2 separate regions of the Mus musculus genome follow, and region 2 is linked to region 1. Evidence: chromatin contacts called from public HiChIP or PLAC-seq data. All regions are on one chromosome and are shown on one strand. The core of a region is the stretch at or near the end of the contact, and the rest is flanking DNA. Distances in the headings are between cores, read along the strand shown.

The links. HiChIP or PLAC-seq counts read pairs in DNA pulled down with a chosen protein or histone mark.
Region 2: an H3K27ac HiChIP or PLAC-seq map of microglia shows a contact between it and region 1, with 5 times the contacts expected there. The contact joins the promoter of Spryd3 here to the promoter of Prr13 in region 1. A contact is called at or near these places in 11 of 39 promoter capture datasets (the 3T3-L1 cell line, the C10 cell line, the HPC-7 cell line and 8 more), 1 of 484 Hi-C or Micro-C datasets (CD4 T cells), 3 of 115 datasets of contacts at active chromatin or transcription factors (embryonic stem cells, microglia and pancreatic cancer cells) and 2 of 9 other capture datasets (adipose tissue and liver).

The regions. Positions count from the first base shown.
Region 1 is chr15:102,455,601-102,461,446 of GRCm38.p6, reverse strand. Prr13 (proline rich 13) reads right to left here and starts at 2,277. Exons shown (of 4, transcript NM_001170911.1): 1 at 2,192-2,277; 2 at 1,301-1,339; 3 at 728-1,077. The coding sequence starts at 1,319. It also overlaps the pseudogene Gm24128.
Region 2 is chr15:102,133,894-102,139,739 of GRCm38.p6, reverse strand. It overlaps Spryd3 (SPRY domain containing 3), which reads left to right and starts at 3,525. Exons shown (of 11, transcript NM_001033277.3): 1 at 3,525-3,604. The coding sequence starts at 3,582.

The sequences.
Region 1 (5,846 bases), core at 1,028-3,527:
ACATGTCTACCTAAGACCCAGACTCAGGAACTAGAGCCCAGATCCACGGAGCAAACAAACACGGGCATAAAGTCTATTCGAAGCCTCAAGTTTCAGACTGAGGTCTTCCTGAGTCCTCAGGGGAACTCCCCCCCTCACTAATGGGTTCCTGTGGAAGGACTGTACTGGTCTTGTGAAGGAAAATCCCCTTTCACCCCAGGCTTTGCTGGAGGCTGAGTCACAGAAGGCTCGTCCAGGGAATTAACTCAGTACCAGGGAATACTGAAGGAGATAAAGAAAATCCAGGAACTAAGGGCCATATGACCACTCAGTAAACTATTATGCTTTGTCACTGTGCTTTGTCACTCTTTTGACATTTAGACAACCTCAGTGGGTGTGTCCAATTTACCAAAGGATACACCCGGGGTGGGTGAGGGAAGTTACTGGGAAAGAGTTAGGTAAAGAAGGTCGAGGGCTTTTGGCACAGAAATCCTCCCCGCACCCCTTCACTTTTCCTTGGCAGATGGGAGTGATCTGATGCCTCAATATTACTAAACTCCTTTCAGGAGGATCCCCTTACTTAAAGGAAAAACCATCTACATCTGCTAAAGCGACAAGGTTGCGGGCTACCGCTCCCACACACCATCGCCTGTGCCCACAAACCGTGAAAGTCCTTCCCCAACTCCTGATCACCCCTGGTCCCTCTGAACGGAGCTCCTTCCCCAGCCAGGCTCCAGATGACACTGACCTTCCCGTGCTTGTGATGCTTGTGCGACTTCTTATGAGCTTTCTTCATTTTCTTCCGAGTCTTCTTGTCTATCACGATTCCGGGACCCACCATGCCAGGAGCCGGAGGATTCACGGGGCACATGCCAGGAGCAGGTGGTGGGTATGGGGGAGGGTAGGGACCTGAGGGTTGGTATCCTGGACACCCTGGTTGTGGTACAGGATAAGGGGGACGACACGGAGGGAAAGCTGGGTTTCCCTGGGGAATTCCGGGAGGACAGGGGCCAGGGGGAAAGGCAGGATTGAGAGGTGGTGGACAGGCAGGATTGGAACCTCCTGGGCACACAACTTGGGGTGGATATGGATTCGGTCCTGGAAGAAGAATCCGAGAATAAAGATTAGAACTGTCCGGAACCTCTATCAACACATAATACAAATCACTACCGTTCTTAAGCCTTATGGAAAGGCAGAACTTGGTAACTAGCAGTGGTCCGGTGGCTTTGCTTTTGCTTGGGGCTGCGGGGATAGATAGAAACTTCCTGTTTCATTGCAAAATGGGCTGGGGCAGGTCAGAGGAGAGCCCCCAGGAACTTACCAGCATTAGGATTCCACATGTCGAGATGTTAGCTCAAGCCTAGGAAGTAAACCAGGCAAAGTCTGAAGGTTCCAGGAAGGGAGGAGGATTTTCGAGAACCCGAGCCCCACCCTACAGCCTCCACCCTACCAAGACTCTCACAGATAAACCTCCACTTAAAAATGGGCTGCACTCTGGAAACAGAGGCAGGTGGATCTCTGAGTTCCAGACCAGCCTGGTCGAAAAAGAGTTACAGGACAGCTAGAGCTACCCTGTGTCAAACCCAAAACAAAAGGAAATGAAAAAAAGTTCCCTGCTGGGCGTGGGGGTGCACACCTTTAATACCAGCACTTGGGAGGCAGAGGCAGGCGAATGAGGCCAGCCTGGTCTACAAAGTAAGTTCCAGGACAGCTGGAGCTATACAGAGAAACCCTGTCTCGAAATAACAAAAACAAACAAACAAACAAAAACAAAACAAAAAAAAAAGTTCCCTTTTTCTTTCCCGCATCCTCATAGCCTACTCTAGCCCAGGATTTAAATCACAGGAACTCTCTTCCCAGGGCCCCTCCCACTTTCACTATCTCACCTGGATGGAGAAGTCTCATTTCCCTCTCCCTGGAAAGGGACCGGAGGCCTTTAAGCATCCGTAGTGTGAGATGGGACCTAAACTCCCTGCTCGCCCCGGGGGCACCCCTGAAGTGAAGCTAAAATAAACAAATAAATAAAAATAAATAAATAAACAAACAAATAATCCCATCCTGAATATCAAGAAAGACACTCCAGGTCCCAAAACTCTTAGAACACACACACAACCCCCAAAGAGCAAATGGAGTTCTTAGTTCTCAGGAATAAATGGATCCCTGGCCCAGCTAAGAGGAGAGATGGAATTTGGGAGGCCAGATGCCCTGTCACCTTCCCAGATCGCCAGCCCGCTCCTGTCCTCCTTCTCAGTCTGGGTTCGCACTTCCTGGTCACTCCTATTCATTCTATACTTCCGCACCGCCCCTGTGACCTAGTTAATAATTATGTGATCACTTTGACACGATGATTGGAGAACTGACTTGTCAATCGCTGTGGTCCAACTAAACAAGGAGGAAACCGTTGCGCTGGCCGCCAGGCGGAGCCTTAGGGAGAAAACATTGCGTTGTGAAATACATACAGGTGAAATACGGAGACGCAGCGGAAATGCTCCTTAGGGCGGGACCGAGGCGGGGTCAGCTCCAAGCAAGGACCTGAGCCAACGAGATAAACTCTCACTGTTTTTTTTTGTTGTTGTTTTGCTTAAATTTTAAGATTTTTTTTTTTAATGTGTATGAGTGTTTTGCCTCAGTGTATGTGCACCAAGTGCCTGCTTGATGGGTAGACTTGTCTGTAACCTAGCATTTTGGAAATGGAGGAAGAGAATCAGAATTTAAAGACAATATTAGCTTCTTAGGGAACCCTACATAAAACCTCAGAGAGAGCTCTGTCATGATGGCACAACACCTTTAGTCCCTGAACTCAGGAGGCAGAGGCAGGTGAATCTCTGAGTTTGAAACCAGCATGGTCTGCATAGTGAGTTCCAAGACAGCCAGAGCCACACAGACCAGCCCTGTCTCTGACTCGGAAAATAACAACAAAAACAAACAAACAAAAAAAGGCCTCAGAGAACAAAAGGAGGAAGTTCTGCTGAGTCCCAGCCCTGGGCTTCAATGTTGCCAGCTGCTAGAACCACAGCCTGTGGTTCTTTTTTTGTAGAAAGATAAGAGACAGGGTTTCAATGTGTTCAGCAGATGGTGCAGTTATAGTTTCATGTCATTGTTCTGGGTAACTAAGTGAATTCATTTTTGGTTTTGATGTTTTTGAGACAATCTACCAGTATGACTTGGGTTGACTTTGGATGAAAAGCAGTCATCCCATATCTCTCTCTCTCTCTCTCTCTCTCTCTCTCTCTCTCTCTCTCGGGTGCTAGAAAAACAAAAGCAAGCCACAACTCTCAGAATTTTTTTTTTTTGGTTTTTCGAGACAGAGTTTCTCTGTATAGCCCTGGCTGTCCTGGAACTCACTTTGTAGACCAGGCTGGCCTCGAACTCAGAAATCCACCTGCCTCTGCCTCCCGAGTGCTAGGGTTAAAGGTGTGGGCCACCAAGCCCAGCTAACCCCAGCACTTTGCAGATAGGGCTTACAGGATCCTGAGTTCAAGGTCACCCTTGGCAACACAGAGAGTTTTAGGTCATCCTGCGCTACATGAGACCCTGTTCATAGATAAAATGATGAATAAATCAAGGACTTTCCCACAAGCCACACAAGGCCTGGACCTTAGCTGTCTACATTCCTCTCCCCACCCTCTACACTTTTATTTTATTTTATTTTATTTTATTTTATTTTATTTTTTTTTATTTTTTTTCCAAGACAGGGTATTCTCTGTATAGCCCTGGCTGTCCTGGAACTCACTCTGTAGACCAGGCTGGCCTCGAACTCAGAAATCCTCCTGCCTCTCCCTCCCGAGGGCTGGGATTAAAGGCATGCGCCACCATGCCCGGCACTTTTATTTATTTTTGAGACAGGATCTCACACTCAGTTTAGGATGGCCTCAGCCTGCTATGTTGCCAAGATGATCTCAAACTTTTACAAATATTTACAACAATTTTTATTAGGTGTGATAACTATTCTTGGTTGTCGGGACACACCTTTTTTTTTTTCTTCTTAACCTGAAGTAGGTGAATAGATTACTTAATCTAGATTTTGAAGTGGGAAGACACACCTCTAACCTGGGCCATACCATCTGCTGGAAACCTAGATAAGGACACTGAAGAAGGACACTTTGCTCTTGGCCAGTTTGTTCTCTCCTGGAAAGGAAAGTCCATTTCTTTACCGGCATTAAAGCCTAGTTCTTTGGGAGTCCACCATGTACTGAAGACATCCAAGCACGTGGACTGTACTGGACTGTTGGACTTCCTGCTTACAGCCAGTCATTGTTGGATTTGCTGGGTTGCAGCCTGTAAATCATTCTAATAAATCCTGCTTACCTGCATCTATATCTCTGCCTATATATTTATAGATAGAAATTAATACATTAGGGTAAGATGAAAATTTATTCTTTTTTTTTTTTTTTTTTTGCTTTTTCCGAGACAGGGTTTCTCTGCGTAGCCCTGGCTGTCCTGGAACTCACTTTGTAGACCAGGCTGGCCTCGAACTCAGAAATCTGCCTGCCTCTGCCTCCAAAGTGCTGGGATTAAAGGCGTGTGCCACCACGCCTGGCTTGAAAATTTATTCTTAATGTATACATTCGGGGATGTATAAGAGTACACTGAAGCCATTTTCAGAAACACCAGGAGAGGGTAATCAGATCCCATTACAGATGGTTGTGAGCCACCGTGTGGTTGTTGGGGGTTGAACTCAGGACCTCTGGAAGAGTGGTCATTGCTCTTAACTGTTGAGCCATCTCTCCATCCCAAAATTGTATTCTTAATGTATAGAATATGAAGGAAAACATATATATTTATTTTTTTAAAGAAAGCTTTTTAAAATATATGAAATGCTTCCCAACTTTGTGGGTTACCCTTGTACAGGGACAACAATAATCTCTGTATTGTTTTAATTTAGTGTTTGTGCTGTAGAAGCAATGTAGTATATGTGCTGTTTGTCTGTCTGTTCGTCTGTATGTGCACCTGTGCATGGAGGTGCCCACAGAGGCCCGAAGAGGGCCTCGGGTACCCTAGAGCGAGAATTATGGGCATCTGTGAACTTGCTAATAGGAGCACTGGAAACTAAACCCTGGTTCCCTGAAAGAGCAGCAAGTGCTCCTAACTTAGCCCTCTCTCTCCAGCCTCTGACTTTGAAATGTTGATCCTCCCTGCCTGCCTACAGCTCCAGATCAGCTCCGGCCTCCACCTTCCCTGTGCTAGGATTACAAGGACCTGCCACACTGCTTATGCAGTGCTAGGGATGGAACCCAGGGCTTCCCGAATGTTCTGTAAGTACTATGCCAAGCGAGGTATAGCGCCACCCCCTGGTGCTCCTGGGCAACTGCTGCCTAGGTAACCTCGCTCACCTCCCTGAGTCTGGACAGATCCCCACAGTGTGAGCTTCAGCGATCTGAGTGCACTCAGGCCAATGGCTTCACTGTGGCCACTCCTCCAATGCCCAACAGGTGGTGCCACCATGTGAAAATTAGTCCTGGTGGTCCTAGAGAGATGACTTAGAGATTAAAAAGCATACACAGCTGTTCCAGAGCACTGGAGTTCAGTACTCAGCATTCATATTGAGTGGCTCCTAACTCCCCCGACTCCAGGGGTATCCAGTACCTTACCAGTGCCCCTCTGTACACCACACACACACACACACACACACACACACACACACAGACAGACAGACAGACAGACACAGAGAGAGACAGAGACAGAGAGTTTTAAAATGATATAAATAAAGTCTTCAAAAATAAATGTTGGAGCCGGGCGTGGTGGCGCACGCCTTTAATCCCAGCATTTGGGAGGCAAAGGCAGGCGGATTTCTGAGTTCGAGGCTAGCCTGGTCTACAAAGTGAGTTCCAGAACAGCCAGGGCTATACAGAGAAACCATGTCTCAA
Region 2 (5,846 bases), core at 2,276-4,775, 320 kb after region 1:
CTTAGGCTTCATCTTGTTCCTGTGGCCATGGCTACTGTGAGTTCACGAGTGTAGCAGCCACACCACATTGTAACAGCCACACCACATCCAGAGGACAGCCTTTTGCAGTACTCCTCCCTACCCTCCAGCTTTTAACCCTCTGTTCTCATGAATTAAAAGGGTTCTACAGAGCAAGGATGGAGTCATTAACCCATGTGGACTACAACCGTTCCTGAGGGCTGAGAACTCGATTTTGATGTCCTCTGGGGAAAACTTCTTTACTCCATTCAGTAACCCATCTCCATAGCCTTTAAAGAGTGCTGCGCTCTCATCCCTACCTGCCTCATCCTGCGGCTTTGAGGTTGACCTGACTGGGGAGATGGGGAAGGAAGAAACAGCAGGCACCCACAAAAAAGCTGGGATCATGTGGGTGATGCGCTCTTTTGAAGGTGGACCAGCAACTGGAAATTTAGCGCGATTGCCATCTACAGCTGGATCACAAGGCTGGTTTATTACACACAGCTGAAGCAGAAGATTAATTGCCTAGCTATCTCAGTAGGGATCTCCGTTGAGGTAGTGAAAAATTTAAACAGGAGGATAGTGCACACCCTTAATTTCAGCTCTTGGGAGGGAAAGGCAGACAGATCTCTATGTGTTTGAAGTCATCCTGGTCTGCATAGTGAGTTCCAGGCAGCCAGAGCTACTCGGTAAGAACTAGTCTCGGTTTTTGTTTTGTTTTGTTTTTGTTGTTGTTTGTTTTTTTCCTGTGTTGGGAATTGAACCCAGAGCCTTGAGTTGGAGCTTGCTAAGTAAGAGCATTCTAGTAAGCTACAGCCCTAACTGCTATAATTAGCTTTTCTCTCTCTTTTTTTTTTTTTTTTTTTTTGTCATTGTGGGGAATGAACCTAAGACCTTGCCCATGTCTGGTAAGTACTCTACTAACTCAGTTACAGCCCTGGTCTTCCTGCCCAGCACTGTAGAGAAGTATCCAGTTAGAATCACATGGGACTCGTCTGAGGTCTAAACACATTGATGCACAGTTGGCTTTAATGAATGAGTGCTGGGTCTGGCGAGATGGTTCAGAGTTACCAAACCTGTGTTTAACCCCTGGGACCCACCTGGTGGAAGGAAAGAAGCAACTCCTGAAGCTGCTCTCTCATCTTTATCCACTTAGGCCATGTCAGGCATGCATTCTACCTCCAGTAAATAAAAAGTAAATACTTATCAAAACAGGTGCATGTCACCACACCTGACATTGCACAGTAAATAAACGAGGCACTGCATAAGAGTGAATCGTGATTAGGCTGTGTTTGCTCTAAGTTATTCTATATTGTGTAAAATGGTGGCTTTCAGGCTGTCTTGCCTTGTGTGACTCGTACAAGTAGTATCTGGCTCTACTTGGAGTGGGACTCTGCATATACATACCACTAGCACTACGTATGAATCCTAGACTGATAACTAAGAGTGAAAAGGTGGCCTGGAGAGATGGCTCAGCGGGTAAAGACATTGACTGTTCTTCCTAGAGGACCCAGATTCAAGTCCCATGAATCCATAGGGCAGCTCACTGTCTGTAACTCACACAGATGGTGCATAGATTATATATATCAATATATGATCTATCTATCTATTTACCTATATACAAAACAGACACATACACACACACACACACATATATATGCAGGCGAAGCACTAAAGTAAATAGTTAATTTAAAAAGTGAAAGGTAGGGCTGGAGAGATGGCTCAGAGGTTAAGAGCACTAACTGCTCTTCCAGAGGTCTTGAGTTCAATTCCCAGCAACCACATAGTAGCTCACAACCATCTGTAATGAGATCTGGTGCCCTCTTCTGTATACATAATAAATAAATAAATCTTGTTTTTTAAAAGTGAAAGGTACCACTCTATAAATGGATCCAAATACAAACGATTGAGACTATACAGTCAGTGGGCGTGTTAAAATCACTTAAGTGTCATCAGGTTCAAGAAAAACGGCGGGAAGTGATGGTGCACGCCTTTAATCCCAGCAGTTGGGAGGCAGAGGCAGGTGGGATTTCTGAGTTCAAGACCAGCCTGGTCTACAGAGTGAGTTCCAGGACAGCCAGTGCTACACAGAGAAACCCTGTCTTGAAAACAACAACAACAAAAAGAATGTATTAAACATAATCAGACCAAGAAACACCCTCAGTTGGACCCCATGAGGAAGGTGTCTAACACTCTGGGGACAGTGGTCCCTACCAACTACCTTGTGTGTGCCTCAAAGGACAACAGAGAAATGCTGACTGTTTCTGGGGCTTCAGCCCAACTGGGGTCCACAGCTGATGGAACCTACTCGCATTACGGGTTGCCCACGTATTCATCCATACCCAGTCTCACATTTTGCCTCTGAAGGTGTTCAGCCCTGTGACCTGCAGCTATGGCTGCATCCCAGGCTGGAACCTTCAGCAGCTCCCCAGCTAGGTTTGTTCTCTGGCTGCAGTGACTTTGCACTCTATCAGCTCTTGTCTCTAGTAAGGCCTCTGAACTCTTGAATTATGCTGTGGCTTCTTTAACCCTTTTCTAGCCATGTTGTTAACCTACATAAGTACACACAGGATATGTAATCTGTGACCCAAGAGTTAGTAATTAATATTAAAGTAAAAGTTCATGTGTTTGGTAAGGGCCCATTATCAATGTAAATCAGGTCTAATTGGCAAATTGCCGCCAATGAAGCTGACATCGCTTGCTGATGTATTTGATACTCAATAAATTTAGATGTGGAAAGACACAAATATGTTCGTTTATGTTTCTGACACAGGATGAGTCTTTCTGGAAAGAATATTCAGTCTTAAGAGCAAAACGTTGAAGTCGTCCAAGAATCCCAATTCCTTCCAAGGACAATCATACCCTTTATAGGAGGTGCATGATAAAGATTAGTATCCTTTCCGGTACATTCTGACCCGAGCTAACTTTTCCTACCAAGCCCAAGCCCAAAGAGCACCCGGGTTTCATCCCACTGTGCCTTTTGCATATGTTCTCTCCTGTTCTGGAACGCCTGTCCTGGAATGAACGAACGTGGTGCAAAGGGGTGCTCCGGAGAGAAGAAAGCATGTGGTGCCAGCCGAGTGCTGCCGCTGTGGAGATCAGCCTCTGGCTTCTCACGCGTAAAATAGGAGATAACATTAAAAAAAAATCCCCCCCCCCATGCCGTTAAGTGGCTCAAAAGGACATTCCAGAGAGGTTTTTAGCATCACTTCTGGCTCTGGGAACACGAAGCTCGCGCACGGGCACAGGGACCTACTCCGCCCCAAGGGAGCCGCCCCTTGACCGCCTCCCTGAGCTCCAGGCGTCCGAGGTGGCGTCCGGGCAGCCACGTCGCCTCCCCCACCCTCCCGACACCAGGGTTCCTCAGACGCCGCCGAGTGTTAGGTACCCAGCTCACCGGGCCGCGCTCCGCACCGCCTGTGCCCTGCGATTGGCTGCTGAGGGCGCCCATCTTCAAGAAGCGCTGCGGATTGGTCAGATTTAGCGGTGGGGGCGGGCCTGACGGAGCAGAGGAAGGGCGGGGACCCGGATGTGTGTGGTGGCGGCGGCCGAAGAGCTACAACGCGGAGCTGAGAGGCCTATGGATGAGGAGGACGCGGCGGCCCCGGTAGGCGGGGATCGGGGGCGGGGTCCCGGAGGCCTCGGTCTCTGCAGATCTCGAGGCGGGGGTCCTGGGCGACGGCTGCGGCCTCAGGGCGGGGCCAGGGGCTCCGGTCACGGGCGTTCCTCTCGCCGCGCACCCTCCCCATTGCAGCCAGGGCCTGTGACGACGGGGCGTAGCCTCATTGACAGGTTAAGGCCGGGTGGTCCCGGGTGTCACCTGAGAGACCCCGCGGTCCTGAGGCCGTGCCCGGACCCAGTGCGGCGGCAGCTGCTTGGTGCTGAGGCTGTCAGGTTCTCGAAGATCCGATGCCTTCAGATCTGGGGCTCCGGCATCTACCTGGGTTCGAGTCCTGGCCCAGGGCCCTGGGGGATCCCAGTGCTGCGCCGCAGGTGTCTGCTCTTGTGGGGCATGTGCTGGTCTGTAGCTCCTGCAGAAGAGCCCCAATGTGCACATTGGGATCGAACTCAGCTTAGCCCAGGATTGCTAAGCACCTACTGTGTGTAGGGCACAGTGCCAGGTGTTTGGGAGGCAGGAAGAAAATATTTCTTCATGGTTTTCCCGCTTTTGGATCTCTGGAAGATTTTATTCATTCATTCATTTACTGGCCTTGCTGGTTGTCTAAATACCGAGAGAGTCCCATGTTTTTCTCCGGTACTGCTGCTGCTTTAGGGGCTGCGGCCCTCTGAATTCTGTTACAACTTGGAGTTAAGATCTGCTAAGTTGTTTTTTCTTTTGTTTGAGACAGGGCCTCACTGTGTAGCCCTGTCTACCCTGGCACACACTATGTAGAGCAGGCTGTTGAAGAATTCAGAAATCCGTTTACCTCTGCGGACTAAAAAGGGCTGGGGTTCTGGCAGAAGAGAAGGCTCAGTGAATTGAACAGCATGGGCTTCAGGCAGGGTGGGGGTACACACTTTAATCCTAGCACCCAGGAGGCAGAGGCAGGCCAGAGTTCAAGGCTAGTAAGTTGCAGGACAGCCAGAGGTACACAGAGAAACCCTGTCTCAGAAAAACAAACAAACAAAAAATTCATACCGTTTCTTGTTTACAATTCCCTAGAAGTTTTTCATTACCCTTGAAATAAAATTTAAAAGTCCTGACTGTGGATAGACTCTTGCTTTACCCTGTTCTTTTTGTTTTTTTAGACAGGGTTTCTCTGTCTAAACCTTGCTGTCTTCTGAAATTTGCTTTGAGACCAGGCTGGCTGCCTCTTAGTCATAGATAACCACCTGCCACTACCTCTGGAGTGTTGGCATTAAAGGCCTGTGCTTCCATATCTTGCCACCTTATTCTACTCTGGTTTTTTTTTTGTTGTTGTTGTTTTGTTTTTGTTTTTGGAGACAGGGTTTCTCTGTATAGCCTTGGCTGTCCTGGAACTCACTTTGTAACCAGGCTGGCCTTGAACTCAGAAATCCGCCTGCCTCTGCCTCCTGAATGCTGGGATTAAAGACCTGCGCCACCACCCACCACCGCCTGGCTTCTTATTTTTTTTTAAGATTTATTTATTTTTTGTAAGTACACTGTAGCTGTCTTCAGACACACCAGAAGAGGGCATCAGATCTCATTACAGATGGATGTGAGCCACCATGTGGTTGCTGGGATTTGAACTCAGGACCTCTGTCTGTGCTCTTAACTGCTGAGCCATCTCTCCAACACCTCCTCTCCCCCCTTACCTTATTGTCATTCACTTTCCCTACATACAATGGCTCTGGTGGGCTGTTTTTCTCTGCCATGACACCTTTTTTCTAACCATGGGCCTGAGCAACTGTTTCTTCTGTATGGAATGGTTTTTGTTACACTGTTACACTGCCTGCCTCTCTTTCAGTTTTTCAGGCAGTACCTCAGAGTCTGTCCCTGTCCGCTATTTTGTTACATCTCTGTGGGTTTTTTTTTTTTTTTTTTCTTCCACTGGTTAAAATGACCATTTGTGGGCTGGAGAAATGGCTCAGTGGTTAAGAGCACTGACTGCTCTTCCAGAGGTCCTGAGTTCAAATCCCAGCAACAACATGGTGCCTCACAACCATCCGTAATGGAAGAGTGACAATGTACTTACATATAATAAATAAATAAGACAAAAAATTTTTTAAAAAATATGACCATTTGTATTTATTATCTGCCATGCTCCCCTATGCCCACTTGAGTGGAAACTCTGTGAGAACAAGCATCCAGATTCCTCTACCTTGCTCATAACTTTGTTCCTAACTCTGATAACAGAGCACACGATAAACAATAAAAATCCTAATAA